7 separate regions of the Mus musculus genome follow, and regions 1, 2, 4, 5, 6 and 7 are each linked to region 3. The links are chromatin contacts, called in public HiCAR-type, HiChIP or PLAC-seq and promoter capture Hi-C maps. All regions are on one chromosome and are shown on one strand. Each heading gives the region's core, a stretch centred on a gene start, on an enhancer-like site or on the middle of the called end of the contact. The rest is flanking DNA. Distances are from core to core; before and after follow the strand shown.

Region 1 (3,609 bases), core at 611-3,110, 2.6 Mb before region 3:
CCCTCCTCCAAATACTGTTATATACGGCACTTAAAAAAAAAAAACAAGAGACAAAAAACAAACAAACAAGCAATCCCTGATACATACATGCTTGTGTGTGTGTGTGTGTGTGTATGTACATCCACTAGAAATGAGTCTTCTATAGTTTATAACACACTTCTGGTCTAACAGCAAGAAGCATGTAAAAAGCACATAAGAGCACATTGATAAGTCAGTTGGAATCTCCAGGGTGCCTGCCATAACTGCATATTACAACCTCACTGCTTCCTTTATCTTGGCTAACATCATGTAAAACTAGGGTTAATAAGAGCTACGTGTATTATTTACCAGCCATGGTCATCTTGCCTACTACCACAGTGTGACTTTTACTCTGATGCACAAAAACAATGGTGACTGAACTGATGGACACCGATTGCCCAGCGTACTGACAATAAAAGTGGCTCTCTCCCCACTTTAATCTCCTTAAACATGGAAGGCCCTGCTTCATGATAACTAAAGGTCTTCGGACAAGGACAGATCATCCACAGCAATCCAGTTGAGTCTCAACCTGTCCAAGGAAGATTAATTAAATTCTGCACACTAGCAGAAACTTCACTTGCAGATTAATACTAAGACATAATTTTCACTCCGGATTTTATTGAATAGTTTAGTAGTTTCATTTATAAGGAAAAAGAAAAGAACCCAATGGTTTATGAGTAACACCTCCACAGTAAAAAGAATCAGTTCACATTCACAAAGGTGTTAGGTTTCCGTTTCCTGTTTCCTAGTCTACCCACAGTGGCTAAGTACCATAAACAAGCAACTTTTCCTCCAGTCAGCCTTGAAATGGTCTCACAGGCGTCACAGGCATGGAAGGTCTCCTCAGAATTGGTGTGCTGCACTTTTTCACTTATGAATGTTTGTTATAAATGCCTTGAAGAGCAAATGGCATGTTATCTGTGCTTTCTCCTTTCTCATATTCCACCAAAAATACATTTGTTGTCCTTTGGCCTTCAGACACTTCCATTTTCTCGACTTTTGACTTCTTTCTCTGTGCCCCCCCAACAACAGAAGCCTCGCTGTAACTGATCACGTTTTCCCCCTTTTATTTCTTTTTTTTTGTTTTGTTTTACATCTTTTCAGTTATTAAATGGGAAGAAATCCAACATGCAGCTGAAGATCGCATATTTTTTTTCTAGCCTGCGTGTGTGTGTGTAAAATCACCCCGCCCTCATTTTGTATCTATTTCACCGCACTGTCGTGGCCAAGAACTTGAATTCCAAAATGGCTTGCTCCTTTCGAGCTGACATGGGCTATAAAAATGCAATTTATTCCCACTGCAACCAGCCCTTCTCCCTATTCTCTACCATTACGATTGCGAGAAGCACAGACAGCTAGTTGGGCCTGACAAGGGCTGCAAAGCACACCTTATCTGCTAAATCCAGCAGAGCCAGCAAAGCCGCCGGCACTGGTGGGGGAAGCGTTAAAGGCTGGAAGAAAACCCGAAAAACCCCAAGGCCCATGCTGCGCACACACACGGGGCCGCCTCGCGCCCTCCTGCTTCCACCGCCGGCCCCGCCCACCCCACGGGTCCCGCCCCCTCCGTCCCGCCGCGGCCACGCCCGACGTGTGGCGCGGCCCCGCCGGGCGGGGGCGGGGCCTGCGTCGCCCCTCCCCCGCCGCCGGCGGCCTCCGCGCGGGCCTCCCAGCCCCTATTCCACTCACTTTGTTCTGCGCCTTTGTCCTGGTCCGCACCAGCAGGTGGAGCCGCAGTGAAAGTTTCCCGTCCGTTCTGCGAGCGGGAGCCCATCTTGCTCGCCGCCGCGGCCCTCGCTGGAGGAGGAGGGTCAGAGCTCGGGGGCAGCCAATCGCGGGCAACGCTGCTAGTTATCAGGGCAGAATGGGCTGTAGTTTAGTGAAATAGGAAAGCTGCAAAACACCGTGGAGTGCCGCCGTGTAAATAAAAAGGAAAAAAAAGTTTCTCAAGTCGCAGCTGCACGACGTCGGGCCGCGCCGCGCCGGGGCGGGGGTCTGCGCTCTCGGAGCGGCCGCGCGCGGGACTCGGTGGTGCCGCCAGCCCCGGCCCCATTGTTTGTGTTTTCTTCAAAATATGGCAAAGGTTCAGGTGAACAATGTAGTGGTGCTGGATAACCCGTCGCCTTTCTACAACCCGTTCCAGTTCGAGATCACCTTCGAGTGCATCGAGGACCTGTCTGAAGGTGAGCGAGTGGCGCCGGGCTGTCAGTTGCGGCGGCGGACGTTAAAGTTTCCCGGCCCGGCCTCGCGCGGGGTGGGCCGCGGCCGGCGGCCGGCGGGAGGGCGGCCATGCGAGGGAAACTTGAAGTTGAGGGACGCCGGCCGCGCCGCAACTTGCGAGCAACTTGCCGGGCGGAGGGAGCCATGTTGTCAGCTTTGTCTGCGGCGGGCGGCGCTCGGCGGCCCCCGGCTCGCGCGGCGCTGGCGGGGGGTCGTGCGGCCTCGGCGGCCCCAGGGCCCCACGGCCCGGTGGGGAGCAAGCTGGGCCGGTGGGAAGCGGAGCCATCTTACCCGGCGGCACGACGCCTGCTCCGGACCGCCGGGGGCGAGCGGGCCCGCGCCTTCCCGCCCGAGCCCCGCCGAGGCTGTCCTCGCGCCGCTCTCCGGCTCCCTCCACCAACCAGCGCGGAAGGCGGGCGCTGGGCTCGGCCCCTCGGCGCCTGGCTCCCGGGGGGCGGCCGTGCTCTCCGCGGGCGCCCGGGATGCTGTGCGCCGCCTCTCCCCGGGGACAGAGACCTCTCGGAGAGAAATGGTGAGGGGCTGGGAAGTTCCATGGCACCCTAGAGCAGAAGCAGGGTGCTTAACCAATTCCAGGCACTTCTCTGGCGTTTAGAAAGTCTGAAAGACTTTCTCCAGAACGTGTGAAGAAGAAGCAATTAAAATAACTCCACGTCCAAGCAGATGGAGAAAATGCAAACGTTAGCTGGGAGATAGAAGGCAAAATCCTTTCTGAAGTACATTTTACGGTTTAAAAAATGCGAAATAGTGAGGTAATACAGAACTTAGAAAGCTAAAATATGGCTTCTTAACGCTTTTCTTAGATTTTATTAAAATCAATGCTTCATTTTCAACATTTGAAACAAAAAGTTTAACTTCATTGGTGTTAAATTTTAGTTAACTAGGAGGACATCTTGGGACTTGAAAGTATTTCGACAAAATGCCTTGTATTATCCTAATCATGACGAAAAGAATTTCTCTTTTAATTTAAAAGTTTATAATCTCTTCAATGTACTTCATGTAGAATGTTAACTTTAATTATAAAAACCATTGCAATAAACCTTTAAAAATTGTAAAAAGGAAGTCACAGCCCCTTCTCTTCACTCCTTTGGCTAACCATCACTTAAAACGTACCCTGCTGTTTTTAATACGTATGTAAATTATAACGTGCATACATTTAGTGAGTGGGACATATTTTGAAGATTGACTAAACATTAAAATATAGTAGTCTCTGAATAGACTGTGATGATTAATGTAAGTGTAAGGGTGTTTTCCATTTGAAATGTAACAGCATTTCCACATCAGACCTATTTCCAACCCCAACACTGATTTTAATTTTCTTTTTCAAACTGCCAATTTATATACAAATGATCAAAT
Region 2 (3,837 bases), core at 847-3,346, 2.8 Mb before region 3:
ACTTACTACTGTCAGCTGAGAACACATAGTTTTATAAAGATTTATCTTGTCTGAATCCCTTAAATCTAAACATTATTTTCTTCCTCTATATTCTAGGAAGAGTCAATGTCTAGAAACTGCAGTGTAACATCGAAGCCTTTTAATTATTTAGCTGCTAACTCTGAAATGTTCTCTTAGAAAACAATGGAAAACTGGATACAATGCTTCTGGGATGTACTTCCAACAAGGGCCATTACCAAGAGTAAGATTTTAGAGGTTAGGTTACAAAGACATCACAGATGGGTTTTGACATATATGGATAGCTGGAAATCACTCTCTTTGGCCCCCAGGGATGAGTACCTTCTCCATCACTAAAGCCACTTCCAGGCCAGGCCCCACAACAACTGGGTAAGCATCAGAAACCTCTAAATGTCTGTCTACTCTTGAAGGCAACCAGTAAATATTTTAGAAAGTAATTCCCTGCATATATTGTTACTAAATTCACAGCTATTCTAATCTCTATTCTAAAACTATTATGGGAGGGTATAAAAGAATAAGGTGTAAGAGACATATATACATACATATATATATACATTATATACATTATATACACACACACATAGAGACAGACATACAGACATTACAGTTCTAAACCAATGGTTTTCAACCTCTGGGTCGCGCGACCCCTTGACGTCAAATGACCTCATGAGAGTCACATTTCAACTACGTCCATTACAATTCATAACAATAGCAAACATTACAGTTATGAAGTGGCAATGAAAATAATTTTATGGTTTGGGGACATCACAACATGAGGAACTTTTAAAGTTCGCAGCATTAGGGAGGTTGAGAACTACTGATAGTTTAGAATTTAAACTGTCACAGAATTTCATTGTTCAAAATTTCAGTAGCAATGTGCCTGCATGGTATCTTCAAAAAGGCAGAGAATACCACAAAAGGACTCCTACAAAATGCTTCTTTTCGAACAGTTTTGCAAAAGGTACACAACTGCCTCTAAGTTACACAAGTCAAGTTCTAACACTTTGTAGAACAGGGTTACCACCCATGGGTCCCCAAAATACCTAAATTTTTAGGAGAAATTCTGCGTACAAATAAGTAGCCCTTTTCTCTTGGGGGGTGGGGGGGAGAAGGAAAAAAATTTATGTATCTTTCAGCTTTTCAAAGGGGTTCATGATTCAGTTCAGATTAAAGAGCCCTTTAGACTGTCATCATTAGATAACTTGTCATGGTCAAGCCAACTCTTCTTGTTCTATTCCACGTTAGGGGAAGATTTATAATTCAGTGGCTCCTACACAACTTCTGGGTGATGCAGGCATGAAATGGTTGTCTGATTCTAACAGTCCCTACAACCACCACCGCAAAGCTGCAACCCCCCAGTTTCCCTGAGCCCCGTTTCGAAGGCGGCTGGGCTCTGATGGGACCCAGGAGAGCCCTGGCAGCCATGCGACCTGCTTTCTAAGAGCTGCCGCCCCCTCGGGGGTCTCAATCGGCGACCAAGTCCTCAGCAGCTTCTCTGGAGCAGTGGCTGCGGGCGACACTGCAGCGACCTTCCCGCCCGCGTCCCGCGTGGGGCAGCCACGCACACCACACGAGGGACAACAAAGCCCGGCCGAGCGGCCCAGAAGAGCCGAGTTGTCACCCCGCGGGGGTCGCAGGCCTTAGGGCGCGGACTCCGGAGAAGCCCTGGCGGCCGTCACCCCACCCGCCCGCAGTCCTCCTTACCCGCAGGGAAGCTGCGGGCCCCGCTGGGGCTGTCCCGGCCGCCAGCCTCCGGGGCCAGGAAACGGCCCCACATAGCGGGCGAGCGGGCGAGCCTGGAGCTCGGGGCCCGCGGTCGCCTCGGCTTCTGGGCGGAAACTTGAGCGGAGCCTGGGCCTCGGCAGCGCGGACCGGACCCGGGCGGGGGGCTTAACGGCTGTTCAGCGACGGCCCCGGAGCGCGGCGGCTGCCATGGCCCAGCCGGCTGCGCTGAGGCCCGGGCCGGGGAAGCTAGTAGCTCCCCGGTGACGGCGGCGCGATCGCAGGCTCCGGGGCTCAAAGCGAATCTGCAGCTGCGGCTTCTCTCAGCCCCCTCCGCCCGGCAGAACCTTAGGCAGCGGGCCGGGCCAGGACAGGCGGGGCCTGGATGGGGCTGGGGGCGGGGCCCAGAGGGCGGGGCCTCAAGGCGGGGCCTGGGACTCTTGGCGAACCAAAAACCTATTGCTAACAGCATGCGGGTGATCATCCTGAAGCCGCTCCCTACTTCTCCATCCTGTTACCTTCAAGCTGAGAGAGGGTCCATAATTTAATCCCAAACCCTGTCTTCCTATACGTGCTTTCTAGGGGCACAGTTGTTATAAAAGGTGCGAGTTGTCCCTGCAACCGCTTCAAGGGGCTGTGGGGCTAGCCATCTGACTCAGAATGGAGATCAGAATTAAAATTGTTGTCATGCGTTCCACAAGCACCGGTTATGGATCACGGTGGGAATAGAAAAGAGGACATCCCTGCCTCCCACATCTGCTCCACTTTATTTCCCACCCTTCCTAGGAACAGACATCCTGAGAAAAGACAAAGGAATACAGCATCCTCTTGCAATTACTCTTGTTGGCAATATAATCATTTGAATATTTAGATACAAACTAAACACTGTCAACCACTGTACAAGGAGGCAGTCTCAGCATGCCAATCAGAAGTAACCCAGACGATAAGTTCCTTAGGCTTTGAGTCCAGTGATGTTTTTCCTAATGTGGAAACTGCTAACAAAAGCTTAATATTGATGTATCCTCAAGTAAAATACTACTTAAAGCTTGTGAGGCTTACATTTAAAAATGTGTGCTATAACTCACCACATTTGCTGAAATGTACCAAACCGTGGTTATACATCTAGTCTCCTTCCTGTAGATCTGCAGATATTTCTCCAAATCTTCAGATGTTGGTCAACCGTCAAATGATTCTGATGCTAGAAGGTGACAGAAATATGAAAATATAACGAGATGGCTCTTTATCTGATCTAAAATGTATCTAATTATTTATTGACAGTTGAAAAGGATGGGGAAAAAAACATTAACAGTTCCACAAAGAAAAATATCGAAAGTAAAAATACTATATCTACAAATACATCTTTTCATAATTTGTAGTTTAACAAAAAGCCCAAATTCGCTGGAAACTTGATGTGTAACCCAGGCTGCCCTCAAACTCCTGGTTCTCCTGCTTTAGCCTCCTCTGTGCTTTCTAGAAAGAAAGAAAAAGGAGAAAGAAAGAAAGAAAGAAAGAAAGAAAGAAAGAAAGAAAGAAAGAAAGAAAGAAAGAGAGAGAGAGAGAGAGAGAGAGGAAGGAAGGAAGGAAGGAAGGAAGGAAGGAAGGAAGGAAGGAAGGAAGAAAGAAAGAAAGGGAGGGAGGGAGTAAGAAGGAAAGAAAGGTTCCGGTCGCTTAGAGATTCTTAAACATTTAAAACTCACAACCTCATAACCCCTTTTGTCCAAGAAACTTTTATACAACACTGGATGACTAGATAAATAAAATGGTGTTCAAGGCAAATGTTTGCTTATATTATAAATTTATTTTAATAAATTATTTATTACATATACAAATTTACCATTCATTAAAGATGAAAACACTCTGTATGCTAATGAGATAGATGCAATTCTTTACTTTCATATAAATGATTAAATGTTTGCACAGCATAGTAGTACATACCTGCAATCCCAGCACTTGATGGAAACCAATAAACCAGGAATCCAATTGAAACCTGGATTACAACATGAAGAGTTTAAGGCTAGCCTGAACTACATAATGAAGCCTTGTCTAGGAAAGAAGAGGAAAAATAAAGGAAAGAAGGAGGAAAATGAAGACATAGGT
Region 3 (3,444 bases), core at 571-3,070:
AGCAGCCTAACAATGGGGTTACTTACATATGGGGATGCCATGGACATTGGTGACAGTCTTGCCAAAGAGACACTAATGTTTTTAATATTTTCATTTGTTTCAAGAAGAATCTACTGATTTGTACCAGGGTCTTAGTAAAGAATGGACATAATCTTTAACTTCAAAATGCTTCTGGGAGTTTGAGGCCAGCCTTGTCTACATAGTAAGTTTCAGGCCAATCAAAGCTACATAGTGAGATTCTGTCATTAAAAACAAACAAATGGATATGTAATAAATCCACTTTTGTTTGAGAAGGTGCCAAATTGTCTATATTGTGCTTTTAAAATAATGAACCTATAACCAAAAGAAAACAAAACAACAACAAAACTGACACAAATATGTCTAAATAAAAGAGTATCATCCGATCATTCTTATCAGCATCAATTTTATATGGGAATAAGCAAAAACAACGGAAACCATAAGCATAATCATAAATTTAAAAAATCAAGCTGGGCCATGGTGATACATGCTCCCACCACTTGGGATACTTAAGTTCAATAGTCATTTCCAGGTTATCCTGGGCTTGCCGGGCAACATAGCATGCAGGTCTCAAAAATCCTGACTTATTAAATTAGAAACCCTACAGTGACTCTTTGCACATCTTTTTAAATTCCCTTGAGAATCTGAGCAAATTATAAAGAACACCACCATAAAACGGCAAGTAAAACATAACCTTTTACAGAGAACATTAAAGGACTGAAGGGTCCCTTAATGCCCATTTCTAGAAACTGAACTTCGAGATATCCAAAAGTCAATAAAAAGCAACAGAAACTGCCTCCTATCAGGCATGAGGCTTGGGTTCCATTCCCAGCACCTGAATGACCAAGTCAAAAGCAACATCACAGGAAAAGTATCTGTGAGAGACAAACACTGGATTGTAAAAGGCTACAACTAATCGTGCGTGCGCCTGGAGGAAGACCTTGAAGCTGAGAGGCCTAATTCACTACATGAACAAACTCCAAAGAAACGCGTTGAGCCCTAAGGATCTTTAAGTTTAAGGAGCAGTTTGATTATAAAAAGGTCCTTCAGTTTGCACCGAACACTTCCTCTCTCCATGCTCCTCAAAGCTGGACAACCTGCTCCCTTTCAGTAGGTCTAGGACATTTGTATAGGCGCCCTACCCCTACACAGGCACCCAGACCTGCCTCAGTGTGGGAGGCCCTTCCAGTGTTGAGTGGCTTCTTACAACAGGCAGTGAAAGTAACAGACCAACAAAACCACAAATAAGGACCTGGGGGCGGGGAGGGGTAGGAGGTGGGGGTCACTACTTTTAGATAATGTGAAAGGAATTCCCTTAAATGTTAAGATTGTTCTTTAAAGAACAGAATAATTTACAATTGATGTTCTTAAGCTGCTGTGACAGAAGAGAACACAGAGGCAGATGAGGCTCTACAAAAATCACTTTGGAAAAAGAGGATAAATTCAGCACAGGGACAATTGAGAGAAAAAAAACTGAAGCAACAATCAGCTATTTTAGCAAAAAAATACCAAATAAATCTCTATCCAAATCATTTTCAGCTTTCCTGGACCAATGGTTTGTTTGCTTAAAAACTTATAAACTCGATTTTACTTGTGAAAATTTTCGTCAGTCTCCTCCAGCCGCAAGAGGATCTCCTCTGCGCACTCCAAGGAGGGAGCTCCGGTGATTTTCTCCTTCACGCTCTGGAACAGCTGCCGGAGCATCGCCTGCAGCATCACCTCATCCTCGCTGGAGAAATGGGCCATGCCTTGCAGCAGTCAAATCTCCGCAACCACCGCGGGGTCGCCACCAACAAAGCGCACTGCGCACGCGCGACCCAGCCCAATCGCCGCCGACGCTCAGCGTCGTTCCCTAGGAAACCACAGCGCGAGTCCAAGGGCGGGGCCGCGGTTGAGTGGCGATGTGCTGGAAGACTGGGCTGTAGGTTTAGAGACCACCGAGAACTTGCTGAGGCTAACGTTGGATGATTGACGTTCCTTGGTACCGGCAGAGCTCAAGCCTCCCCCGACCGGAACAACAAACACCTCAGGATCTGCTGGGAGGGCCTAACGGGAAACGCCTCGGCTGCGCCTGACGTCAGCTCGCTGACGCGCCCAGGGGAGGGGTTAATCCCGGAGGAGAGTGGAACTGATCCTGACCTTGATCTGCAGGAAGTAGGAAGGGGACGAAAGAGAAGAGGCCTTTAGTAAAAGCAGGGCAAAGGAAGCCAAACTGAAATATCAACTGGGGATTGGGTGGTATTGAAATGTGGAAAAACCAGGTTCATACAGCAACCGTAACAACTGTTGCCTGCCAATGAGGATAGCACGCTGTAACAGAAAAGAAACTTAACAATTCATTACAGGGTAGTTATGTATTTTACTAAGGAAATGCCACATGACAGACTGGAAGTAGCCCTTGAACACTCATCCCTAGCAAAAAGAGCTATGGATAACTGCCTTCTGGGATCTAAAGAGTCATTGGTCTCTAAGGATGTGGCCATGCTCCAGAGGATGGCCCAACATCCAAAAGGATATAGGCAGCAAAAGTCAGTTCTGTGTTTTGTTTAGGGAGTTTGGATTGGTAGTTAAGAGCACTGGCTGCTTTTTCTGAGGACCCAGGTTCAATTTCCAGCACCAACATGGTGACTCACAACCTTCTGTAAGTCCAGTTCCATGAGATCTGATGCCCTCTTCTGACCTCTGTGGCACTACTCATCTGTGGTTCACAGACATACGGGCATGCAAACACTATACACATAAAATAATTTTTAAGATCAACGTTTTAAAAAGAAGGGAGTGTGGAAGTGGAAGAGTACATGTGAGTATGATCTAATACATTGTACAAATATGAAATTCAAAAACAAATCCAAAAATGCATTTCTTTAAAAGAAAAAAAAGGTGGTGTTACTTGTGGAAACATAAGATTTTTTTTTATAAATCAGTAAGAAGTTTAAAAAGAAACAACATATATAGTATGGGAGCTTACAAATGCACAATATTCAGATGCCAATAGTTACTGATGCCAAACAACTGATGAATGGTTTGACGTCAATAAACTTCCCAAATCCAGCTGTATATTCTATCCTCATCAGATATACTTCTCAGTTTAGCCAGATTCAGTAATTTTCTAGGAAAACAAATATTTCTCTCCAGAAATTGCACCATATATTTATTCAGAATATAAGGTCATTGTTTGCTTTTCAGTATAAAATTAAAATTTGTATTTTTAATTAATATTTGACAATTTCATACATGTGTATACTGAGTTGCATCTCCCTTTTCTTATCTATACCCTTTGTCATACTTTGGTAAGGAGAAACCCTTCTGCCAGCAAACTTCCTCCTGTTTTGGTGTCTTTTAATTTCCTATTGATCCACACAGTTGCTTGCATTAGGATCTTTGGAGAGGAATTGTTTGCTGAAATATAGGTAATGTATTAATGGC
Region 4 (3,636 bases), core at 17-2,516, 2.4 Mb before region 3:
CCAAGGCTCCCACACAGAAGATTGCTGAACTATTCCAGTCCTGGAGGTAAATCAGGTAAGTAACACAGGCAGCCATTCCCATACCCTTAGTCCTTTTACCATGCTATCTCTAGAATTTTTACAACATAATGTTTTTTGACTTGAACACAGGAAATATTCAACTAGATTCAATTTCCTTTCAATTTTTCTTCTCTATGGAAGATGAATCGAGTACAGCCGATGATATGGATTCAACATAAAATGCAATGTATTCGAAGATCTCCTTTGCTCCATGCTCGGAAAATACAGTTACTGATGCCACTCAGGCTGGGCAGATAGCGATCTATGTGGGACATCGGTGCCAGTTCAGCCCATGGCTTACATTCGTAGCGTCTTCTGAGAAAGCTGATAGGGAAGACTTTCCCACTAATCCTAGGTTCAGAGTAATTTTTCTGGGAAGCGCATTGCTTTTTTTGGAATATTCACTGTTTCTTTGTGCTTTAATCCAATTTCACACTTAATGGTTTCAAGTGTAGAAAGTGCATTTTATTCTTCTCCACTAGAGGGAACCAAAGGGACTAGACATTGCAGCCAAGCGAATTATTTGTTGTCAGCGATGGAGAAGTTCGCAGGGGTTCTCAAAAACACCCGGAGAGGACTTTCTGTTTTATAACGTATTCTACTAAAATTTAACTATTTTTAGAAAAAATTTTGTGTTTATAGAAATAATTTAAACAGAAAAGGGTTAAAAAACAAACACACAAACAAACAAACAAAAAACCCCAACTAGATTTCTAGGTCCTGATTATGGTCCATACAACCCAGGGCACTGGGGATGAAGCCTGGATGAACCTTAGTGGAGCTTTAGTTCTTGGTAAAACCCACTCTGCCAGGCAAACAGGAAGCCCAACAAGGATGGAAGCAACTGAACATTAACTCTGTAAAGCAGGATGTAAGAACAAATGCTCACAGAGGCTCAGAGTAACCACAGACACCTGGAGACTGTCAGGATTTAGAATATGAGTCATGTGTTTTTCCGATTGAACAACTCCAACTATTATTTAGAATCCATGTGATTTACTTGGAGGAAAATCCAAAACTATCTTTTGAGGAATACTTCCAGCTCCACAAGTCAAAATTTAGGGAGCACCTAAAATCAGAAAACGGGGTGCTGTTCCTGAAACAAGAAATTTACAGGAGATCTAATGAGTTCTGCAGTATCCTATGCAGGGAACAAAAATAAATGCCCTCAATCCAGCTGCCACGGACCACAGATGTTTCCATCATGTCAGATACATCTGGCAAACTGGCCCAGAGACAAGAACTGGAATTACATGAAGAAAAGAGGTTACAGGATTGTCACAAGGGAGGGCTTAACACATTCAATTCCTGGAAAAGGCAGGAAAAAAATGGAGATATTGATTTATGAAAAGGTTTATTTGATGATAAAATTTTTCTCTCTCTCCCTCTGCCCCCTCTCTAGTTTAGGAAACATTGGGCTATCTCTATGTGTAGAGTCTCTTTCCTCCCAGGTCTCTGTGGTTTTCTAGAGGGCACCCCACCTCCCACCCACATAGGCTACTTATTTTTGTTAATTCTTCTGGCCTTCTGAGTTTCGTTGGGCTTCTCTCCTGTGCCTCCCAGACCTGATCCTGTTCCCTATTTTCCCTTCCCCTCCCCTTGCCTACCCACATCCTTCCCTCCCTCTGCTTCCTATAATTGCTTCCTATAATTATTTTGTTACATCTTCTAAGTGAGATTGAAGCATCCTCACTTGGGTCTTTCTGTTTGATAACTCTTATGGTCTGTGGTTATATTCTGGGTATTATGTACTTTTTTGCTAATATCCACGTATCAGTGAATATATACCATGCATGTCCTTTTGGGTCTGGGTTATCTTACTGAGGATGATATTTTCTAATTCCATTCATTTGCCTGCAAAATTCATTATGTGCTCATTCTAAATAGCTGCATAGTATTCCACTATGTAAATGAATCACACTTTCTGTATCCATTTTTCAGTTGAGGGACATCTAGATTGTTTCTAGCTTCTGGCTATTACATATAAGGCTGCTATGAACATAGTGGAACATGTGTCTTTGCAGTATACTGGAGCATCTTTTTGGGTATATATATGTCCAGGAGTGGTTTAGCTGGGTCTTTAGGTAGAACTATGTCCAATTTTCTGAGAAACTGACAGATTGATTTCCAGAGTGGTTGTACCAGATGGAAATCCCACCAGCAATGGAGAAGAGTTCCTCTTTCTGAAATCTGTGTCAGCATGTACAGTCACTTGAGTTTTTGATCTTAGCCATTCTGATTGGTGTAAGGTAGAATCTCCGAGTCATTTGGATTTGCATTTCTGTGATGACTAAGGGCTTTGAACATTTCTTTAAGTGCTTCTCAGTCATTTAAGATCCTTTGTTGCTAATTCTTTATACCCTATTTTTTTTTAGTTGGGTTATTTGGTTTTTGGAGGTTAACCTTTTTAGTTTTTATATATTTTGGATATTAGTCCTCTATTGGATATAGGATTAATGAAGATTCCCCCCCCCCCCCCAATCGCTAGGCTGCCAATTTGTCCTATTGACAGTGTCATTTGCCTTACAGAAACTTTTCAGTTTCAGGAGGTCACATTTATCTATTGTTGATCTTAAAGTCTGGGCCAATGGTGTTCTGTTCAGGAAATTTCCTCCTGTGCCAATGAGTCAAGGCTCTTTCCCACTTTCTCTTCTATTAGACTCAGTGTGTGTGGCTTTATGTTGAGGTTCTTGATACACTTTGATTTGAGCTTTGTGCAAGATGATAAATATGCATCTATTTTCATTCACTTACATACAAAACTCCAGTTAGACCACCATTTGTTGAAGATGCTTTCTTTTTACAACTTTATGTTTTTGGCTTCTTTGTCAAAGATCAAGTGTCTGTAGGTGTGTGGGTTCATTTCTGGGTCTTAGATTCTAGTCCATTGATTGACCTCTCTGTATCAATGCCATGAGGTCTTTATCACTATTGCTTTGTAGAACAGCTTGAGATCAGGGATGGTGATTCCCTCAGAAATTTTTATACTGTTGAGAATTGTTTTTGCTATTTTGGATTTTTTGTTTTTACATATGAATTTGAGAATTGCTCTTTCTATGTCTATGAAGAATTGTGTTGGAATTTTGATGGGGATTGTGTTGAATCTGTAGATTGCTTTTGGTAAGATGGCCCTTTCCACTACGTTAATCCTACCAATCCATGAGCATGGTAGATCGTTCCATCTTCTGAGGTCTTCTTTCTTTCTTCAGGGATTTGAAGTTCTTGCCATATAGATCTTACACTTGCTTGGTAAGAGTTACACCAAGGTATTTTGTACTACTTTGTGGTTATTGTGACGTTTGTTATTTCCCTAATTTCTTTCTCAGCAGGTTTATCATTTGTATAAAGGAAGACCACTGGTTTGTTTGAGTCAATTTTATATCCCACCACTTTGCTGAAGTTGTTTACCAGCTGTTGGAGTTCTCTGGTGGAATTTTAGGGGTCATTTATGTTTGCTATCATATCATCTGCAAATAGTGTTACTTTGACTTCTCCTTTCCAATTTCTTTTCCCTTGATTTTTTTTTATCTGTCTAGCTCTAGCTAGAATTTCAAGTACTATATTAAATAGATAAGA
Region 5 (3,665 bases), core at 207-2,706, 2.6 Mb before region 3:
TCCATACTAGCTCTAAGCACCTTAGCAAAGGTGTGGTTTATATTGGACTTATTTTATTTATGTAACATATATCATCCTCTATAAATACTATGACTAAAGAAGACTAGATATAGTTCAGTTAAAGTTCAGTTTGGCATCCCTGAGGTGGATCACACTGGCTACTGATTCTGCCCTCTCTGAACACCTGCTCAGCTGGGAGGTATAAAGTATAAAGTTGCATCACACTTAAGCCAAGAACACTGACAAGTACAGGAGGCTGGTATGAGATTAAGAGAGTATTTTTCAGAGAATCAGTCAAAGTAAGCCAACACTAAAATACTAAGCGACTTGGTTTTGGTTAGGTAATAGCATAATCAATCAGCCAAGAGTAAAAAAAGAGATTATTTGGGAAAGGGATCATAGTATTTCATGATGTGGATCTTAGCTGGGAAAAAAAAATCACAGCACTACCCTCAAGAGTGACCAAAGGAATATCTTTACGATTTTACAAATACAAAGTGAATGTAGAGCAGAAATCCGAAACAACAATTAACAACATACCCAACTCCAACAGCGCAGAAAGAGGGCGGGCAAAGAATTTTAAGTTCCTAACAGGGGCAGGTTAAATGTTTGCCTAGTTAAACCGGTAAATTACAGTGTTAAACAGACCGATATTTTTTAAACACAGCTTTCTTCTTCTTTTTTTTTTTTTCCAACATCCGTGCAATTAGACAAGTTTATCAACCTATAAACTCAGGCATCCCGTTACAAACTTAAGCCATTTACTGTCTAGGGGAGGGGGGACGATGGTTGTACAACTATCAAATTCTCTCTCCTCTTGCCTCTGGCATCCAAACAAATAAAATGGCTTTGCTTTATTTCATACTATCCACTGCAAGGTGGCGCCAAAAAGAGCAGTTTGGGGATAGAGCCTTGTCCCTCACCTAGGCTCGCGTAGCCCCGCCCCTCGGGAGCTGTGGCCACGCCCCGCGCGTCTCAATCCCGCGTTGCGCGCCATTCGCGGGTGCGCGCTCATTGCGCGCCTCCAGGCCGCCTGGCGAGCGAGAGCCTAGCGGAGGGATGCTTTGGAAAGCATTTGGAAATTCGCTTCTAATCCACAGGTGGTTGGCTGTGGCCTCCCAGCCCTGCGGGGAGTTTAGAAATTAAAGGATGCGGACGAGACCTGACGCTAACCACGGGAGGGAAACGATCCCCCGGGACCTCACGCTGCGGTGGTCACTTACGGGCTCAACACGCACTGTCTTGGTCGCCGGGACCGCGCTGCGGCCGTGGTCGCCCCAGCCCGACCCGCGCGGCGTTGGAGGGGGCGGGGCGTGCGCGCGGCCGCTCGAGGGGGCCGCCTTGCGCGGGGGCGCGCAGGCTTCTTCGCGCTGCTCTCGCTCGGCCTCTGAAGGACTTGAGCTTCCCGCGGACCCCGAGCCGCGCACTGCCTCAACTTTCCGGCCGCTGGGGCTTCTTCCGGGTGCGGACGCAGGCGGGCGCGCGCCAGGACGGACGCTGGAGTCTGCGAGCGGGAGGCGGGAGCAGGGAGAGAGGCGGGACTCGGGGAGCTGGAGGCGGGGTTTGGGCCGGACAAGACGTCTGAGGGGCGGGTCTCGGAGGCATGGGGCGGGGTTTGAGCGGGACACCGGCTTCGAGGGCGGGTTTAGGGTGAAGTGGATAATTCAGGCTGGCAGGAATTCCGCGGATTGGTGATGGGCGAACGCGGGGTGGAGACTAGGGCGGAGAGAAGGGGAACCCTGGTGACGTATTAGGGCGGGATGTGGGCGATCTGGGACTCGACTTTGGTTTGCACCTTCAGATATCTTAGAACACAAGTGATTTTGTTGTTTTTTTTTTGTTTTTGTTTTTTTTTTTTTTTTGGGTTGGCGATGTATTTAAGGAATCTGCCTACTTCCACGTCACAATATTTTCCATTTCGTGTAGTTCTCTGATCCATTTCGAGCTAAATTTTATAAGTGGTGTTACGGTTTTGTGAAGTCACTTCTACTTTAAATCCTCTGACTGCACATCTACCTATCAGCAATTTTTATTAAATCAAATCAGGCAGCTGAGGGCAAAATTGGATATAAAAAATTCATTATCTGGCCGGGCGTGGTGGTGCACGCCTTTAATCCCAGCACTTGGGAGGCAGAGGCAGGCAGATTTCTGAGTTCGAGGCCAGCCTGGTCTACAGAGTGAGTTCCAGGACAGCCAGGGCTACACAGAGAAACCCTGTCTCGAAAAAACAAAAACAAAAAAGAAATTCATTATCTTGACCCCAACTCAGCTTCAGCAAGAGAGTCATGTCAGCACGTGCTGCCACCGTTCATGTTCCCTGATCTCAAAATGTCCCTAGCTCAACTAATAAGTGTTTTTCTGAACTTCAAATTGTTCCTGAAGACTTTCTACATTAGAGCCTAAGGGTGTTACTTCCTAGGGCCAGGCCCTCTTTTTACATCAGTTAAGGATACAATGTCTCAAAGACATTCCTACTGGTCAATCTGATACAGGCAGTTCCTTAATTCAGACTCCCTTCTCAGCTAGGCATGGTGGCAAAGGCCTTTAATTCTGGCAGGTTGATCTCAGTGAGTTTAAGGCCAGCCTGATCTACAAAGTGAGTTCCAGGACAGCCAGATACATTTCAACAAAACAAAACAAACAAGCAAAAAAAAAAAAAATCTCTTTTCTGAGGTAATTCTTGGTTAAGGCAAGTTGACATTTGAAATTAAGCAGTACACCTGTATGATACATTGGTTCAATCTTAATGATTTTATGTCCCTATAAAAACTTCACACATTGGAGCACTATTAGTACATTGGACCACGGAAGGGGAGAAACTGGACCATAGCCACTCATAGTTTGTTCCAGGATAAACTGTTCTCTCCTTTTGAGGTAAGGGTTGCGTTTTTGACTCTACAATGAGTAGAAGTATTAAATTTTTTTTGAGACACAGTCTTGTTAGGTAGCTCACAATAGCCTCCAGTCTGCGGTCCTTCTGCTTCTTAAGATTATGGGTGTGAACCACCATAAATGGCTAATAGAGCACTCTTAAGTCTTGTAGTATAGCCTTTACACAGGTGTATACACACACACACACACACACACACACACGAGAGAGAGAGAGAGAGAGAGAGAGAGAGAGAGAGAGAGAGGGAGAGAGAGAGAGAGAGCTATTAGCTTGCAGAAGACCATGGCCTATAGTGAGCCGGGCAATAAAACTGATAGCCAGGTCTATGGTAATGACAACTGAGTTGTGAACATTCCATCTTGGAGAGAAGAGGGGTTTTAGGACCCACAGAAGACCTTTACTTCTCATCCCAGTCACCACTCTCTCCTATCCATCCTCATAAAAGTAGGTAAGAGGTTTTAAAAATGACTTGGAGTGATACATTTTTAAAAAGTATAGAATTTTATTTATTTATTTATTTATTTATTTATTTATTTATTTATTTATTTATTTATTGTGGTGGATCCTGGGATTCAAACTTAGGCAAGTCAGAGAACAACCTGTAAGGAGTCATAGGCTTGAACTCAGGTTCACCAAGTACTCTTGACACTGAGCCATACCCCATGGCTTTTGCATGGGACTTTCTGTGGTACAAGCTTCGCCTGCATTACCCACCTCATGTGATCAACTCCAAATAAACACATTTGGGAAGCTAGACTTGGTAGAATCTTTGGTC
Region 6 (3,837 bases), core at 118-2,617, 2.4 Mb before region 3:
TTAGTGATCATGAACATAATTACGTAATCATAGAAGGAGAACATGATAAGTATTTACTTAAAAAGTAACTACTAACTTCTACTGGCAAGAACATTGTAAGGGAAGCAAAGAAAATTTGCATTCTAGAGTGTGGGTCAGTATTCTTTCTACAGCTGCAACCTTTCTTCCCACCTGTGGTAGTTTGAATATATATGGTCCCCGTACATTCATGTATTTGAATGCTTAGTCGATAGGGAATGGCACTATTAGGAAGTCTGGCCTTGTTGGAATAGGTATTGCCTTCTTGGAGGAAGTGTGTCACTGTGGAGGTGGGCTCTGTGGTCATATATTCTGAAGCTATGTCTAGTGGGGTACACAGTCTCCTTGTTGCCTGGAGAACAAGATATAAAGCTCTCAGCCCCATCTCCAGAACCATGTCTGCCTGCAAGCTACCATGATGATAATGGACTAAACCTCTAATACTGTAAGCCAGCCTCAATGAAATGTTTTCCTTTATGAGAACTGCTGTGGTCAAGGTGTCTCTTCACAGACTAAGACACCATCCTAACATCTACCTTCTGAATGGATGCATCATGAATAATGTAATGGAGAACACAACAGAGATGAATTTACTGTTTGTTTAATCTCCCTCCATTTTGCTTTGCCTTTGGCTTATTTATTGAGACAAAACTATGCCAAGTGGTTAGAGAAGCAAATGGGTGACTCAAAAAAGAATGAATGTTAACAGGAAGAGTAACAGGAATGAGAATATTTCTTCCTTCCTTTGTGCAGTGGGTGAAAATCAGGGAGGAGATGATGTAGAAGGCAAGGGGTGGCTGTGAGTGTCTGGTGATTGCCTGCAGGAGGGGTAGCCAATGGCCTCTAGAGGCTGTCCTTTTGATCCTCCCTATCCCCCCTCCTCCCATCTACCTCATCTGTCCAGCACAAGATGCTGCCCAAGCCACCATGGACACGCAAAAAGAAAGAACAAGGTTATAATAAGGTGCCAAACAGTGCAGTTTGTGCATGCCATATGTGATTTTTCCATAGTAATTTTTCTTCCAACCTCCCCTCCACTCTGACATTACTTTCATATGCAGAACTCCCAATGACTTGGCACCTCTTTTTCTTGACTAGCTTTGAAGCTTCTCTTGAGATATGATCCAGTCAGGAAGACCATTCCCGGTGACAGCTCACTCAGCAGGATCCTGGCTGCCTTGCTCCTGGTGATGAACTGGGTGGGTTCTCTTGGCCCTGTGTGCGATGTGGAGAAGAGAGAGCTGTACAGCTGTTATTTCACCATCGAAATCAGCACAGCACATGAGACCTCCAGTGACCCTGAGTTTCTTCATGGCTGGTTTCTTAGATGGAGAATTCTCATGTTCCTCTAGCTTTCGACACAGAACCCAGCTTGGCCCCACCCTGCTTATGCAAGTTGTTTTTCACTTGTCCTCAATAGCTCCTCCTCTGCTGGCCCCTATTGACCTCATTATTCACCACTTCATCTTCCAAATATTCTTCTAGGTCTCCTGATTCTCCTCCCTTAGGATGGTCAGTAGAAAGCAGACACATGCCCTGCCTCTCCCCAAAGTTCATTCTGCTTTTCATGATGGCTTTGTTTTTCCCCAGCCTTAAAGTCATGGTTGAAGTCATGGTGCCTGTTCTTCTTAGTAAATACAGGTAAGAAACAGCAGGCGTCAAGAACATCTCTGTGTTTGTTACAGCACCGTTCACAGTATCCACTGATATGGAGACAACAAAAGTGGTCATTGAGGGATGAGTAGATAAAGAAACTTTGGTACATCTACACAAGAGAATAGTATTCATTCATAAAGAAGGATAAAACCCTGTTATTTATAGCAGCATACATGGAACCAGAGGTTGTTAGATTAATAGAAAATAAGCCAGGCAAAGAAACATAAATATTTGATGACTTCCCTCAATTATGGAAGCTAAAAGTTCCATTTTGTAGAAGTGAAGAATGGTTATCAGAGGCTGAGGAGGGTCATGTGGAGCACACAGAAAAGTCAGATAACAGGCACCAAAGAATGGTCAAATAGACTAAGTTCTGGTGCTGTACAGCATGGTAGAGAAAGAGCAATTTTGAATGGCTAAAAATGTAGCAATATAGATTATATAACCAAAACTACAGTATAAACAAGTACAAAGCAACACAAAGGGTGAAGTGTTCCCTGGGACAGGAAAGCCCAGGTAGAAGATCTGTGCTCTTAGCTGTGACCTGCTTTCAATGCAGAGAGACAAGGCAGCTAGTTCTTCCAAGAGGAAGGGAAAAAGGGTGGCTGCTGGCTGGCAACAAATAGGATGGAGGATTCCAAGAACATATCTACAGACAGGCACAGCTGGCTCCTGGATAGATAACAGGGTCATGCCCCTTCCTCCATCCATGGCCTTCCTTTGTCTTTGAAGCCTTATTTATGGCTTCATTTTGTCCACAAACCGGGCACTAAGGGACACTATAGTCCACTGTGCTTCTGGGAAAGAGTTCACAACATTTCTTTGTGTTCTCTGTTGGACTGTCTCAGGATATGAGCTGTGTGAAGAGGGGTATTTCCAATAGCAATTGTGATTTTTGATCAGGCTCCTGTCCAAGGATTGCCTGCATTTCTCCCAAGGTGGCAAGGTGGTTCCTCATGTTCCTTCCTCTTTCAGCTCACAAAATAGAAGAGATGAAGGTCACAGCAGCTTCCTCTCCCCCGAGAAACTGGGAGAATGGCAGGACTCCAGATCCTCTGGAGTGCATCACTCTGTTAGGGAAGCTTCTTATCTGCCCCCTTTCTCTGCTCGGGTGTGCCATCACTGTTCCCAAGACTGTGCTGGCGCACACTTGCTCTCCTCCTCAAAAGAGTAAGTAGAGAGCTCTTCCTAGCACACAATAGCCCTTCATGATAAAGGACCACATGGTGAACCCTATGCTGTAAGATTAATGGGCTTCCACGGAGGTTGGATGGTGAACTGATAAAGGGAGGGGTGGTAAGGGGAATCACTTTTGAACCACTGTTTCTCCATCATTTGATCTTGCTTCTCTGAGCTGCCCCATCTCCAACCATGGAGGGGAATTAATGTGGCCTTGAATGTGGTGTGCTTGCTGGAGCTAAGAGTGTGGAGCAAGGAAAAAGCTCAAATTGGTTGTGGCTGAGGAATAAGCTCTGGTGATGGTATGCTTACTGCACACACCATAAGGCCATGAGTTCAACATTGAAGCACCCACATAAAGAGCTGTGTGCATATAATCCTGAAGCTGAGAAGGGAGGCAGAGACGGGCAGATCACTGGAACTCACTCAGTAGTTAACTGGTGAGGTTCAGGTCCCAGTGGGAAGTCCTATCTCAAAAAACCAAAGAGAAAGGCTCTGGAGGAAGAACATAAAAAGCTAATCTTTGGTATCCAAATGTACACACGGGATCCCCTTCTTCCCTCAAATTTGTTGAAAGAAACCTTTAAGTGTGTCATTAAAGAATGTTTGTACTCTGCGCTACTCTCCTTTAGCCTGAATTTTGGGATCATTTGAACTGATTGTAATTTCTGAGAGGTAGAAGAAAACCGCTAACACTATTGAAGAAGTCACTGTGTGTTACACCAACTCTTTACCCACCACCAGTTTCTCACTCTCAGGCAGGAGAGGAAGCAAGGGGTAAGATGGAGGTGCTTGACCCTGACAGCTCCACTCCCCACTCTCATTTTTTTTTGTCCTTGCTCAGTCCTCTGCTGCCTGTTCTTGTTGCTCCTTGATTTTCCATATGTCATACTATCTAGACATCCCTCTGCTTACAACACTCTTCTCTGGTTTTTTTTTTTTTTTTGAATAACCACGTGGCTACTTCATATCCTTTATGCCCTT
Region 7 (3,990 bases), core at 1,142-3,641, 2.5 Mb before region 3:
AAAATCTCAGGCAGCAGATACAATGGAACATCTACCTTCTGACAATCCTTTTATATGGACATTCATGATGTAAGGTTTATGGCATACTATTTACAAATAAGCATATGCAACGACAGAGTTTGACAATTTCTAAGGTGATAAATAAGGGAAGCAGCTTTTTAAGGTTTGTGAGACAGACTGAAATGGATCTGTTATTAGACTGCTTCATTGCCAGGTTGTATCTTACGAAATATAAAGGCCAGTGGTAGGGGCGGGGTAAGCCTTAGGCATTTCAGTAAAACTCACGGCAATCATCCCTCACCAACATGACTCCTAACTATCCCTCCCAGGGAACACTTGGTGATGTCTGTAGAGTTGTCCATTGTCACTTCTAAGTGCAGGGCAGAGGCATGTGCAACTTGCACCCACAGTTGGCAAGGATGCTATTAAGTAGCTCTGTGCCACACAGGACAGCCCTCTAATAGGAAACTAACCAATCTAAAATGTCAACTGTGTTACACCAAAAGTCTACTACCAGGAATTAAATGTCTGCAGCCCTTCCAAGCCAACAGGGGGGTTAGATACAGTAACTACAAACAGGAAATCAGAGTGTGGGCAACCCTCAGCAGTAACAGAAGCCCTGAGCCAGCAGCACCTGGCTCATTATATTTGAGAGAAAGATACTATCATCCTCTTAATATCCCACCTGAGCCAGCCGGGCTGAATTGCTTTTACTGAAGGGGGAAAAAAAAAAAGGACAGGAAATTGAATGTGTGAATAGAAAGGGGTAAAGTTTACTGAAGAAAACCAGCTTTTATTAAATACAGAGGCCCATGTCTAACCTACGGAGTGTTAGTCACAGGAGTCTCAGGGAGTTACAATCTAAAATAAGAACACAGATGTGGACATGGTGCAAGAAAAACCCAGAAGAAATAACAACCCATGAGCCTCGCTGTGGCTACCTGCATTCTGAAGATGAAACACCACCTGGGAGTCTGGACTTTCAGCCTCATCCATGTAAATGCTCTGATAACATGTGGCTACCACAGTTTACATCCCTTCCATTCTGGGTTTCAGGACCCTTCACAAAAGCAAACGGTACCAACTGAACGTGCAGCATCTCTTAGGATGGTGCTTAGAACAAAGACAGACAATCCAAAAAGGAAGAAAACTAACTCCACAAATTGTCGTGTTGCTCAGCATGGGGTGAGTCTTGATCACGTGGTTTTTGTTGTTTTCATCATGTGTCTCTATGCATCCCTTCACTCATTCCCGTTATCTTTGAATCCTCGATCGATCACATCCTCCTCCCCCGTCTCTTCACTCCCTTTTCACAAGTGTGCCCCCCTCCTCTCTTTAAACTCCAGGGAAACTGTATGATGGAGTTGAGCCAGATCTCAAGAGATTATCGAGCAGTGACCCTCAAGCCCACCTTCCTCTTCAACACTGCAACAGTCCTAGGGAACCTGGTCCCCATGTGTGACTTCCAGAAACCCTAGATCAGTCCCACACAGGGTGAGCCTGCTGGGTAAGAGCTACACAGAACCAACCCTTATGATCAGTATTCAGTATTTTACTAAATTCGAAAAAGGACTCATTAACGGGCATACACCACCCTGAACTATGCTTGGAAAACTGTGCAGGTGATGTGCAGGTCTTCTGATAAGATGGGGCATTTACTAAATGCAAACGCGGTGTGATTCATCTAATAAACCTTATTTGACATCTTGTGAGGGTAAGTAAGGAATGACTCATTAAATCCCTTAAAATGGCACGCAAGGTATGTTTTACCCTCCTACAGTCCTCGGAATAACCTCGGGAAGTTTATCCTCTCATTAACTGTGTAACCAGTAGCCTGACACCGATTAACTCCGAGGATCCCGGGTCATATTAGGTAAACCGGTACAGTACTTCACCGAGTACTGTAGCGCGGTGCTTCGTGCAGCCCTTGGCAGAGGCACCTGAGCAACAGGAAAAGTCCATTACTCCTGTGGAACCCAGAAAGTAAGCCCTCATGTGCTCTGTGCAGGTTTACCCCTAGTCGGTTGGTTATGGAGTGCAAGCCCTGGAAATCCCGCGGTGCAGTGTGCGGTGTGCGGTGTAGCTCAAGTTAGGTGGCTAGCGTTCCACCCAAGTTTGGAGGGACCAGGAGGCAACTCTGGCTGTTGCTTCTCTTAGGAGCCCCCTCCTGAACCCCGAGCCCCAGCACCCCATACCTTGGTGAGCTGGGCGATCTTCTTGCTCATTTTCAGGTGCATGTCCTGGCTGTAGTCCATGTTGTGCCCTGCCAGCTGAGCGGCAGCTGGGGAGGTCGCGAATTTGGCCGGCCCGGACGTGGAGCTACCGTAATAGTGATGTTGCCAGCTCATGCCCGGGGTCGCCATCTTCCCGGCAGACCCCAGCCGGGGCACCTGTCCCTGCGCGCGGGGCGAGGCCGGCGCGGCGACGACACGGGACAGGCGACAGCCCGGGCGACCGCTTGCCGACCCGCCGGCCCGTGCCCTCCAGTCCCGCAGCCAGCAGCCCCCTGCCCGCCCGCAACAGCCGCGTCCCCCTGCCTCGGCTTGGCGACGTCGCGGCTAGCGTCCCGCAAGAAGCGGCCACCGGGCCCCGAGACTCCGCGGCCGCCGGGGCTGCGGAGGGAGGCGGAGACGGGGCGGGCTGCAGCGGCGGGAGGCGGGTCCGGGGACGCGGGAGCCGCCGAGCGCCGTTACCAGGACGCGCGGCTCGGGGGCTCAGCGAGCGCGCGAGGGTGGCCACGTCATTTCCCCGCAGCCAAGCTCCGCCCCGCAGCTCCCCGCCCCGCAGTCCTCCAGTTTGCAGCTTCTCAGCCCGCAGCCAAGCTCCGCCCCGCATCCTTCCAACCCGCAACCTCCAACCTGCAGCTCCTCAACCCGCAGCCAAACTCTCATCCTCAACCCTCCAGCCCATAGCTCCGCGTCCCTGCAACCGGCAAATCTGCGACCCCGCAATCTGCAGCCCTGAACCCCTCGGCCCTCCAGCCGCCAGCACTTGTCCTCCACACTCCCATAGCTACACAGCGATTGAGCCCCACACTAGGCGCCCTGCCTCACGGAGGCCTCTCACAGTCGCACAAGGCCTTACAACCTTGCAGCCTGAGAGTTCCCACTGCATCCAGCAGCACTGTCTCACTTTTCACCGCGCAGACCCACAGCTGCCAGCTCCTTAACACACCCATTTCCCACAGTCTGCACCCTTTGGCTATTACCCTGTGCCTGAGTGTGCAATCTAGTTTTTAAAAGAATCGTCCAAAGAAGATAAAAAATTGATGGTGACCTTCGTTTAGCAACAAGCAGCGGGAAGCTCGACAGAGCCTCTCTGCATGTACTTTTTGTGTGCAGGCCCAGCCACAGCCGACATAGGATCTTAAGGCCAAGCATCTCTACACTAGAGAAGTGGTGGTGAAATAGAGGGAGATCCGATCCGTAATCCTACACGTGATTGGTCTTCCCAAACTCATCCAAACTCAAGCATTTCAGGGTCATACTGACCTAATGTGTGCCAGGCTAGAATGAAGCGATGCCAAGGGCCTATGTTTGGAGGACCATACCTCTACAATCAGCTGCACCCAATTCTCGGTGGGATGAAGCCTGGAATAATTAAATATGAAAATGTAATTGGCTAGATATTAGAATAGGACTGGGATATAGAGGGAAGAACCCAACAGGGAAACAAGATATCTGCCCTTAAATATTGGGGCTGTATCAAGATTTGGCATTATGCGTACTTTTTCCACCTTGCTAAATATATTACTTTATACTGATCTTTTTCTTAGCACCTCTGCCTTTCTAGGTAAAACGACTTAAAAACAACAAATAAAAACTTGTATCCTGTGTTGAGGTGGGGTCCTTTTAGGTGATGGTAATACAAACTCTGTAGGATTATACTTATATTTCAAAAAATACATTCTCCATACGGTTTTGCACAACTGAGCTCCTCCACTTCATGTGTTTCCTCTTTAACATGCAAGGAGCCATCACATGAAATTGA

Evidence for each region. Promoter capture Hi-C pulls out the DNA fragments that hold promoters and counts their contacts. HiCAR-type assays count read pairs that join an accessible place to other places. HiChIP or PLAC-seq counts read pairs in DNA pulled down with a chosen protein or histone mark.
Region 1: a HiCAR-type map of astrocytes shows a contact between it and region 3, with 4 times the contacts expected there. The contact joins the promoter of Asf1a here to the promoter of Tbc1d32 in region 3. A contact is called at or near these places in 6 of 39 promoter capture datasets (the 3T3-L1 cell line, cranial neural crest, embryonic stem cells and 3 more), 1 of 484 Hi-C or Micro-C datasets (CD4 T cells), 8 of 115 datasets of contacts at active chromatin or transcription factors (astrocytes, embryonic forebrain, embryonic stem cells and 4 more) and 1 of 9 other capture datasets (liver).
Region 2: a promoter capture Hi-C map of pre-B cells shows a contact between it and region 3, with 12 times the contacts expected there. The contact joins the promoter of Cep85l here to the promoter of Tbc1d32 in region 3. A contact is called at or near these places in 1 of 39 promoter capture datasets (pre-B cells), 3 of 115 datasets of contacts at active chromatin or transcription factors (astrocytes, pro-B cells and thymic regulatory T cells) and 1 of 9 other capture datasets (adipose tissue).
Region 4: an H3K4me3 HiChIP or PLAC-seq map of pro-B cells shows a contact between it and region 3, with 25 times the contacts expected there. The contact joins the enhancer-like site here to the promoter of Tbc1d32 in region 3. A contact is called at or near these places in 5 of 39 promoter capture datasets (the 3T3-L1 cell line, embryonic stem cells, hippocampal neurons and 2 more), 1 of 484 Hi-C or Micro-C datasets (uterus) and 3 of 115 datasets of contacts at active chromatin or transcription factors (embryonic forebrain, extraembryonic endoderm stem cells and pro-B cells).
Region 5: a contact with region 3 is called in a promoter capture Hi-C map of pre-B cells, with 8 times the contacts expected there. The contact joins the promoter of Mcm9 here to the promoter of Tbc1d32 in region 3. A contact is called at or near these places in 9 of 39 promoter capture datasets (the 3T3-L1 cell line, the C10 cell line, cranial neural crest and 4 more), 2 of 484 Hi-C or Micro-C datasets (CD4 T cells and Sertoli cells), 6 of 115 datasets of contacts at active chromatin or transcription factors (astrocytes, cardiomyocytes, extraembryonic endoderm stem cells and 3 more) and 3 of 9 other capture datasets (adipose tissue, liver and pancreatic islet).
Region 6: an H3K27ac HiChIP or PLAC-seq map of large pre-B cells shows a contact between it and region 3, with 7 times the contacts expected there. The contact joins the enhancer-like site here to the promoter of Tbc1d32 in region 3. A contact is called at or near these places in 5 of 39 promoter capture datasets (the 3T3-L1 cell line, 3T3-L1-derived adipocytes, embryonic stem cells and 1 more), 4 of 115 datasets of contacts at active chromatin or transcription factors (astrocytes, embryonic forebrain, large pre-B cells and 1 more) and 1 of 9 other capture datasets (liver).
Region 7: a contact with region 3 is called in a promoter capture Hi-C map of embryonic stem cells, with 4 times the contacts expected there. The contact joins the promoter of Fam184a here to the promoter of Tbc1d32 in region 3. A contact is called at or near these places in 6 of 39 promoter capture datasets (cranial neural crest, embryonic stem cells, frontonasal cranial neural crest and 3 more), 6 of 115 datasets of contacts at active chromatin or transcription factors (astrocytes, embryonic forebrain, embryonic stem cells and 3 more) and 1 of 9 other capture datasets (liver).

Annotation. Positions count from the first base shown.
Region 1 is chr10:53,595,101-53,598,709 of GRCm38.p6, forward strand. Asf1a (anti-silencing function 1A histone chaperone) reads left to right here and starts at 1,861. Exons shown (of 4, transcript NM_025541.3): 1 at 1,861-2,198. The coding sequence starts at 2,090. All of the region lies in intron 7 of Mcm9 (minichromosome maintenance 9 homologous recombination repair factor), which reads right to left.
Region 2 is chr10:53,377,787-53,381,623 of GRCm38.p6, forward strand. Cep85l (centrosomal protein 85-like) reads right to left here and starts at 2,097. Exons shown (of 13, transcript NM_001204983.2): 1 at 1,723-2,097. The coding sequence starts at 1,795. Gm46225 (a long non-coding RNA gene) reads right to left here. Exons shown (of 3, transcript XR_001779770.2): 2 at 3,676-3,783; 3 at 2,800-2,938.
Region 3 is chr10:56,226,869-56,230,312 of GRCm38.p6, forward strand. Tbc1d32 (TBC1 domain family, member 32) reads right to left here and starts at 1,821. Exons shown (of 33, transcript NM_001033385.3): 1 at 1,610-1,821. The coding sequence starts at 1,764.
Region 4 is chr10:53,812,160-53,815,795 of GRCm38.p6, forward strand. No RefSeq gene overlaps it. Among named protein-coding and RNA genes, the nearest start is that of Fam184a, 63 kb to the left of the region's middle. Within about 2 kb of position 1,267, at least 34 of the 459 cell types and tissues checked have an H3K27ac peak or open chromatin away from gene starts, as enhancers often do. A contact at or near this core is called in pre-B cells, pro-B cells and uterus, where this site is marked.
Region 5 is chr10:53,628,501-53,632,165 of GRCm38.p6, forward strand. Mcm9 (minichromosome maintenance 9 homologous recombination repair factor) reads right to left here and starts at 1,457. Exons shown (of 13, transcript NM_027830.3): 1 at 1,224-1,457.
Region 6 is chr10:53,874,779-53,878,615 of GRCm38.p6, forward strand. No RefSeq gene overlaps it. Among named protein-coding and RNA genes, the nearest start is that of Fam184a, 130 kb to the left of the region's middle. Within about 2 kb of position 1,368, at least 18 of the 459 cell types and tissues checked have an H3K27ac peak or open chromatin away from gene starts, as enhancers often do.
Region 7 is chr10:53,748,518-53,752,507 of GRCm38.p6, forward strand. Fam184a (family with sequence similarity 184, member A) reads right to left here and starts at 2,392. Exons shown (of 18, transcript NM_001081428.1): 1 at 2,196-2,392. The coding sequence starts at 2,363.